Regions from separate parts of the Sus scrofa genome. Here region 1 is linked to region 2. The links are chromatin contacts, called in public HiChIP or PLAC-seq maps. All regions are on one chromosome and are shown on one strand. Each heading gives the region's core, a stretch centred on a gene start, on an enhancer-like site or on the middle of the called end of the contact. The rest is flanking DNA. Distances are from core to core; before and after follow the strand shown. Region 1 holds the start of ENOX2 (ecto-NOX disulfide-thiol exchanger 2). Region 2 overlaps ENOX2 (ecto-NOX disulfide-thiol exchanger 2).

What was found. HiChIP or PLAC-seq counts read pairs in DNA pulled down with a chosen protein or histone mark.
Region 1: an H3K27ac HiChIP or PLAC-seq map of skeletal muscle shows a contact between it and region 2. The contact joins the promoter of ENOX2 here to the enhancer-like site in region 2. A contact is called at or near these places in 9 of 47 Hi-C or Micro-C datasets (embryonic fibroblasts, heart right ventricle, liver and 2 more) and 2 of 2 datasets of contacts at active chromatin or transcription factors (alveolar macrophages and skeletal muscle).

The regions. Positions count from the first base shown.
Region 1 is chrX:107,367,078-107,370,584 of Sscrofa11.1, reverse strand. It overlaps ENOX2 (ecto-NOX disulfide-thiol exchanger 2), which reads left to right and starts at 2,141. Exons shown (of 15, transcript XM_021080170.1): 1 at 2,141-2,217; 2 at 3,329-3,388. ARHGAP36 (rho GTPase-activating protein 36) reads right to left here and starts at 2,033. Exons shown (of 13, transcript XM_021080173.1): 1 at 1,761-2,033; 2 at 976-1,092. The coding sequence starts at 1,006.
Region 2 is chrX:107,180,837-107,184,651 of Sscrofa11.1, reverse strand. The region is part of intron 3 of ENOX2 (ecto-NOX disulfide-thiol exchanger 2); the gene reads left to right. Among named protein-coding and RNA genes, the nearest start is that of ENOX2, 190 kb to the left of the region's middle. Within about 2 kb of position 1,476, at least 13 of the 83 cell types and tissues checked have an H3K27ac peak or open chromatin away from gene starts, as enhancers often do. A contact at or near this core is called in embryonic fibroblasts, liver and skeletal muscle, where this site is marked.

The sequences.
Region 1 (3,507 bases), core at 892-3,391, 190 kb before region 2:
TTTTAGCGAGTCTACTTTATTTTCTGTTGCTTCATCTATCAGTCTATCCCTTCTCAGTGTCCTTTGAAGCTACCTCTTCCTCTGCCTTCTACTTGACTATGGTTACTTCTAGGGTCCCATACTCCATCTTTGTCCTTTTAAATGTACTGTTCTAAATGCTCTCTATATGAAACTTAATTCATATTTTATTCAACTACCATTTATGATAGTTTGGTTCCAACCCCAGACCTCTCTCCCGTGCTTCAGACCTCCATTTCCCGACAGCATATCTAGTATCTCCACCCAGATGTTCCACAGACTCCTCAATGTCCCAAACTGAATTCCTCCTATCCCTCACAAAATGTGCTCCTCTTTCTGGGTTCCCTGTCTCAATGAATCGTACTACCATTCACCCTGCCACATCAGAACTTGGGGGTCTCAATGGGCGTACTCCTTTCCCTCCCTTTTCATATTCAAATTATCATCAAATCCAAGTGATCACATCATTTCCTCGCTTAAAATCCTTTAATGGTTCTTTACTGTTTTCAGGTTATATTTTGAACTCATTGGAATGGCCCCTATTCCTGCCTGATCCAGTTCTTGCAGTATGGAACTTTCTTGTTTGTTCCTCGCACTCTCTCGCATCCTTATTCTGCCGTATGGAATATAATTAACCTCCCTGCCCCAAATCTGACAAATATCTCACTGGTTCCTCAAAGCTCATCATTCAAGTATTACTTTCCCCAGAAGTGGGATGAGTTCTTCCTCTTCTATGGTCCTACAGAACCTTACAGAGAATTTTTTAGAGCACTTTGCATGTTGTATAGCCTCTCTCCCTTCTTAGATTGTGAGCTACTTGAGAGGAAGGATTACTTTCCAATTCTGTAGCAATTGTGCCTAACCCAGTGCCTTGCACAAAGCAGATTGCTGAATAAATTATTGAATCCATCTTATTCCTGTAATGTCACTTTTTAAAATTTTAGGCAATTACCTTACCAAAATGCAATTCCTCTTTCTTTCCCTTCATTCCATTTGTGAGTCAAAAAGTTGTCCTTATCAGTAAAACTGTAGTAACCCAACTGTAACGATCCATTCAGCTATAAGGATTCATCTCTAACAAAGAAAAGAAAAGTCAAAAGTTAGGAGTAAAATTTGCCCTAATAAACAACTATTTTCTTCAAATTTTTAATCACTTGAAAGTGTTCAGGTGTCCTCACATATTGCTCTATCCACCTCTTTAAACATATCTTTTTAATTAAAAAGATAGTTTATTAAAGAAATATAGTTATTTCTTATTATTCAAGTTGTCTATCTTTTCTAAACTGTTGTATTACACCAATGATTGTGCTCACTGTTCTTCACAGTAACAAAGTGGGTTCATTATGGGTTAAAGAGGTTTCTTCTGGGCTGACTTCAATCGCATTTCTATGCCTGTTGTGGGACCATTTCGAAGTTAAAAAGATGGTTCCTAGTTATAAAGTATACATTTTCCAGAAACTTTAAAGTGGTTCTAATGCAGATGGTTCACACAGAATATACCTCGACAATTTTAAAGTACCAGTTAAAATTCTAAGCTTATCAGGGCATAAATAACATTTTTTAAAAAGCTACTGAATCAAAACCCAACGAGAATTTCAAATCACGATATAAAGTGTTCCCCTCCAGCTTAACCAACAGTACAATCAATCTAGAACTTCCATCTGATCCCACAAGCACAACCCATACCCCAGGTAGGGAGAGTCTGTAAAACTGCATAATCCAAACTACAACATCCAGAATACCCTCCTCAAGCCGAAACTCTGGGGACAATAAGAACGGGGAAAAGGCGGCTGGCGGGGCGTGGTGGAGAAGCTTCGGGGGCCGGAAGGAGGGGAGAAGAGAAGGAATTGTGGGTATATAAAAAGAAATGTCTCGACTCCATCTCCCATAATCCTCCGTCTTGACTTGCGTCTCTCCGCCAATGTCAATATTGGATTCCGCCCTCCGTCCCCGCCCCGCAGGAAGAACAGCTTCTAGCGACCGCAAACTACATTTCCCATGAGGACAAGGGCTCGGGCCTCCGGCTTCCCTGGAAACAAGTAGCCAATAGGAGACGCCGCAGCGGTTGCGGCGTCGGTGAGAGTCGAGCCTGGGCCTGGGCGCCGGGCCCAAGCCGGCAGCGCCAGGTGGGAGTTCAGAAGACGGGCGCCCGGCGTGGGGCGCCGCGAGGGCACCGCCCGCCCGGAAGCTGCTGCACCGGTCCGATTTTCCGCGGTTCTATAAGGAGTAGCGCTTCAGTAGCCGGGGACCTGGAGGTCAGAGAGGCAGAAAGCCTGAGCGGCTGAGGCTGGGGACTGTGGGACTGTGGGACTGTGGGGGCCTAGGGAGGAGGGAGCTTCCGGGGCCGCAGGCCTCAGCTCTGACTCCGCCCAGCTCCGCCTCCACGGGGGAGGGGGTGTCGGGCCGGTAGTTCCTTTGGGGGCCTGGGAATGCCTTGCCAGTCCCGGGCATGACTTTATGTCAAGTTTTCACTTTCTGCCTCTTTGATAATGAGGTCAAGATCGTTGCCATCTCTTTATCGGCCCCTGCAGCCACTTCCCCTTCCCTGACCAAGTCTTTGGAGCGGAAAGGGTTTCCCCTCAATTTCCAGAAGGGATGGGGAGCAGAGGAGGGAAGACATCTCACTTTTGAGAAATATGTGTTTAAGGTTCAGTGCAGTGTTCTGGTGAGAATAAAAAGCAAGTTAGACCTTTTTTAAAAACCAAGCGCTTTAGGGCTTTCCAGCAAGCATTCATGTTGACAAACATTTAGGGGGCACACCAACTACAGAATAAAGTAGACTGTGCAAAACGAGACTGTATTTTGTTATTACAAACGCGTGTAAAAAGTGCCGAGGGGTTAGTGGAAGGGGATACTGATGGGGTTGGTGGTTGATCAATGGAAGGTCAAGCCTAATCCTGGAAGTGCTGAAGGCTTGAAACTCTCATCTAGTTTCCAGACCTATCCTGATAGGCTTTGGGAAGAAGTTGTATTTTAATTTGGGCTCCAAAGGAGTAAAGAGGATTTAAAATGGGCAAAGGCGGCAGGCAGGCGGGAGTGGGGGGGGGGGCGGGGGAGGAGAAACTGCTTCCTAATATCGGGGTTGAAATTGGAGAAGGGTCTATAGAAGAGGAAGCACTTGTATAATAGGTGGGCTTCCCTGACTAGAGTAAAACGTGTCAGCAGGGATAGATTGGGAAAGAAATCGTGTTGACAAGCTTGGGGTCATAGTAATAGGACACTTTAAGGCATCCACATAGTTTGGATAGTATTCTGTATCAAATTAAAAGCAAAAAATTAAGATTAGGTGATTTTTGTTTTTTCATCCTAGGGGAACCTGATTTGAGATCAATTCTTGGAGAACACAAAGGAGTATGGTGGTATGTTCCAGGTGTGAGTTTAATTTAAACCCAAGAAGGGCTTTGTTTTATAGACTGTTTTGTTTGTGGCTATTCTTAGCTACACTCTAGAGTGGTCATTTTTAAAGCCTAGTGATATAGATTTATTTTC
Region 2 (3,815 bases), core at 227-2,726:
TTTCTCCCTTAATCCTTCCCACAACCCTGAGATAGTTACTTATTACTGTCCTCATTTTTCAGACATGAAAAATGAAGAACAGAAACATTAAGTCACTTCCTTAACATCACACAGCTAGTGGCAGGACAAGATTGGAACTCATATCTCATCCAAAGACCATGACTTAACTACCATTATAATCCCATTTTTCTTCATTCAAGATCACACAGCATTAAAGATTGAGAGTTTATTATGCTTGGCCTGGCCAAAGGCATGATGGGGGTTAATAGGAGTCTGTTGCAGCTTAAAAAAAAAAACAAACCTCAGTCATTTTGAAACATGAAGGGTGGTGGGGGCAGTGTGGGGTTCTGTATAGTAAAGGCTGTTGTTTTCTGATTATTTTTCAAATTGAGATGGAGTTTGAACACTCAAGTTAGGCTGCCTGTAGAAGTAAAGAAGCTAGAAAGGGGCCAGGGCTGCTGGCCCAAAGCACAGCCATTAGTCACTGCCTCCTGCGGCTGTATGTGTATATATAGCACTGCCCTTAATATCTGAGGATGACTCTGCTGAGGCAGCTAGTTCTCGAGCCAAAGTTCCCATTATCAGTAGAATTTAACACTTGACTTGTTTATAGTGGTCATGGCCAGTGTTCCCACCCCCCTGACTTAGACCATAGCCTTGTAGTTAGCGATTTGCAAAGCAAGTCAACAACATAGTCTCATACCATCCTCTCAGAGTCCAGTGAACCGGAGAACTGTGCGAAGTGGCTCCAGTCTTTTTAACATTCTACTTTTAGGAGCGAGAAATAATAAGTAAACTGATCTGGAAAATATTCTCCACTCCTGCCCATCTCCCAAAACAAGAACAATTTCTGTTCTAGGTTTTCAACTCAGCACAAATATGGCCTAATCTCCTCCACTATCAAGATATCCACAGGATCATAACTGACTTATCTTTCAAAGCTCACTTGAAAGTCACCTTCTCCAGTTTAGCATCACTTCCTCTATGCACCCCTCCCTCCTGCCCCACCACCTCTCTTCCTAGCAGAGTGGCTGCCTCCCCTTTCTTCATGTCTCCATTTAGCCATTATCAAACTATACCAAACTTTTGCTTTCATGTCTGTCTCCCCCATTAGTTTATGAGCCCCTTGAAGGTCAGGGAAACATGGACTTTTCACCTTGGTTCCATCAAATGCTGTATGGATTTAACATGTTTGTTAAATTAATGTTCAGAAGGTATCCCAGAGCCCTGCCAAAAACTCACTCAAAGATTCAGGTATACCTGGCACACGTAGACCACCTGTCTTGTTTTCACTGCAACCCTGGGGAAGGGGTGGTATCATTCTTATAGATGAGGAAACAAGGTCTGGGTTTCTCAGATTTGTAGTGAGCCTAAGAGTTGGCCAGGGTGCTTGCTCAACAGGCAGATTCCCCTGCACCACCCAGATGAAAACCTCAGCAATGGACCCTGGAACTTGGCTATTTAGCAAGCACTCCAGGTGAGTCTGATGCACGTGGTTGGATTGCACTTGGACAAACACGGATGTAAGTGATTGCTACACTGCGAGTAAATAGTGGAGCCAGGGTTTAAACTCAGCCCTCCTAATTCTAGATCTAGCCCAAGCTATATTTATCTTTGTTGTACTCTATCTCCTATGGCAAGGAAGTGGACAGAAACATGTTGGAAAGATTTTCAGCAACAAGGGCAAAAGCAAAACGGCTTGTGGATGAACCCCAGGTCTATTTTTTTTTCTCTAAGAGATCTTGCCAGACTTCCAACAGCATAGCAGCAGGGTTGCCAAATCATCTCTTACGCAATTTAGCTCTGAAAAGCATTGACCACAGAGCTTTGGGAACTTTCAGAGTTTATACTTCCATTTTTTTTCTTTATCCATTACCCCTCCACCACCAGCCATGCCATTAACCTAAAGAGCATGCTTAGCACCTGAAATGCAATTAGCTGATTTGTTAAATATTAAGATTTCTAGTTGAAAACCAGGAGCTACAACATTTGGGATCTGACAGTAATATTAATGTGTCTTTTTCAAAACCGGGAAGAGAAACATGTGGCTTAACAGGCAATTAGTGGAGATGTTAAAAGAGCTGAGGTATGGTAGGATTTTTTTGTGGCTCATCTATGCTTTGGGTGTTCTTTATCTAAATGTTAGGGGAGGAAATACAGAATGAATGGGATGATGCAATCCTAAAGACTAGAGGGCCACACAACCATTCACCGTAGAGCAGGGTAATTCATATGAGTGCACTGGTGTCTCAGAAACACAAGAAGCCAGGAGTGGGGAGTTATGGACCTTTGTCCAGAAAAGCCCAGGAGAGCCTCCCTGGTACAGCTTGCTACTACTCTTACTGACTGCAGAAGCCCTGCAAGGTTCCCGTGGTGGAGCCTGCTGCGATGCCAGGACTCCTGCGTCTGACTTCAACCTGTCCTCCTGACTCACATTCAGCTAATAACCTTGAAGTGACAACGACTATCTCTGAGATTCCTCAGCTCACTCACTCATGCCAGCCCCCCTGAAATAACAAAGAAGGCCCCTGGCTCCAGCTTAGAGAAGTGGGAGAAGAGACCCCTACAGGCCAGCTGAAGAGTTTCTTAAACAGGGAAGAAAAAAAAAAAAAGGAGGTGGAGTTAAATCATGTTTGAGTACTTGCCTTGCTCTGTGTCAGCTATCAGGTTCAGCATTCTGTATACTGTAGTGATAGAGTATAGTTCAGTGTCTAAAAGTGTGGGCTCTGGAGCCATAGTGCCTGAATCTGAATTTCATCTCCAGCATTAGCTCCATCTGTGACCCTGGGCAACTTCCTGACTTCTTTGTGTTCCATTTCCCTTATCTGTGAAATGGGTCTAATGATAAATCTTGCCTGTCTCATAGGGTTTCTATGTGGATTAGATTACATAATATATATAAAGCTTTAAAACAGTGTTTGGAACATAATAAGAATTTAACCAATATCAGGAATCAATATTATTATCATTCACTTAGTACCTGAAAGAGAGATATTATCTCTTACAGGTGAATAAACAGGTTAAAGAGTTTGTGGAACTCGTCTAAAGTCCCAAAGCTAGTAAGCAATAGAGCCAAGACTTGATTTTAGATCCATCTGGCCCCAAGGTCTGTATTCCTCCCACTATACCCTGTTCCCTTCATAAATGTAGGGTATGTACTGTGAGTTCCTTGGGGAGGTGTATGCCAAAAGCTCTGCCTTCTTCTTCCTCACTACACCCCACCCCACTGCACCTGCCAGTTAAAAACCTTGAACATTGTTGTAACTGCTCCAATATGGAGGTGGGGGTCTCCAGGACCCTTTAGCTTATGGACTAGAATAGTGAGTCTTCCAGCATGAAGCTTAATTTGTGAAAGCACCCTCCACCCTGAGGTTCTTATCTGCATACCTCAAAGATCAAGCTACTCTCTCCCACCCCCTGCCCCACCACACTCACAGCTCATGTGAGAATAATTACCAAGTGTATAGGCTAGCATAAAAACCTTCCCTATCCCTTTCATTTTTCCCTTTCACTCCCTTTCTCCAAGGAAGAATATACTGTGACATCCTGATCCCCTTGAGTGGCTCTTTGATTCATCCTTGATAACACGCATAAGGAGGTAAAGCCCTCGCTTGCCTGATAGCGTCATCTCTCTCAAGCCTCCTGGGAGCCTTGTCTTAGGAAGGCCCCGGTCAGTTCTCTCACCCCGCATGGCCATGACGCAAGCTGTGGCACCACTGCTGATGATGTCTGTGATCAGAGAGAGAGTGGGGGTGTGCCTGGGGCATCAGTGCATTGCTCACAAACAATGATGGGTTGTTATTTTCAAAGAAATG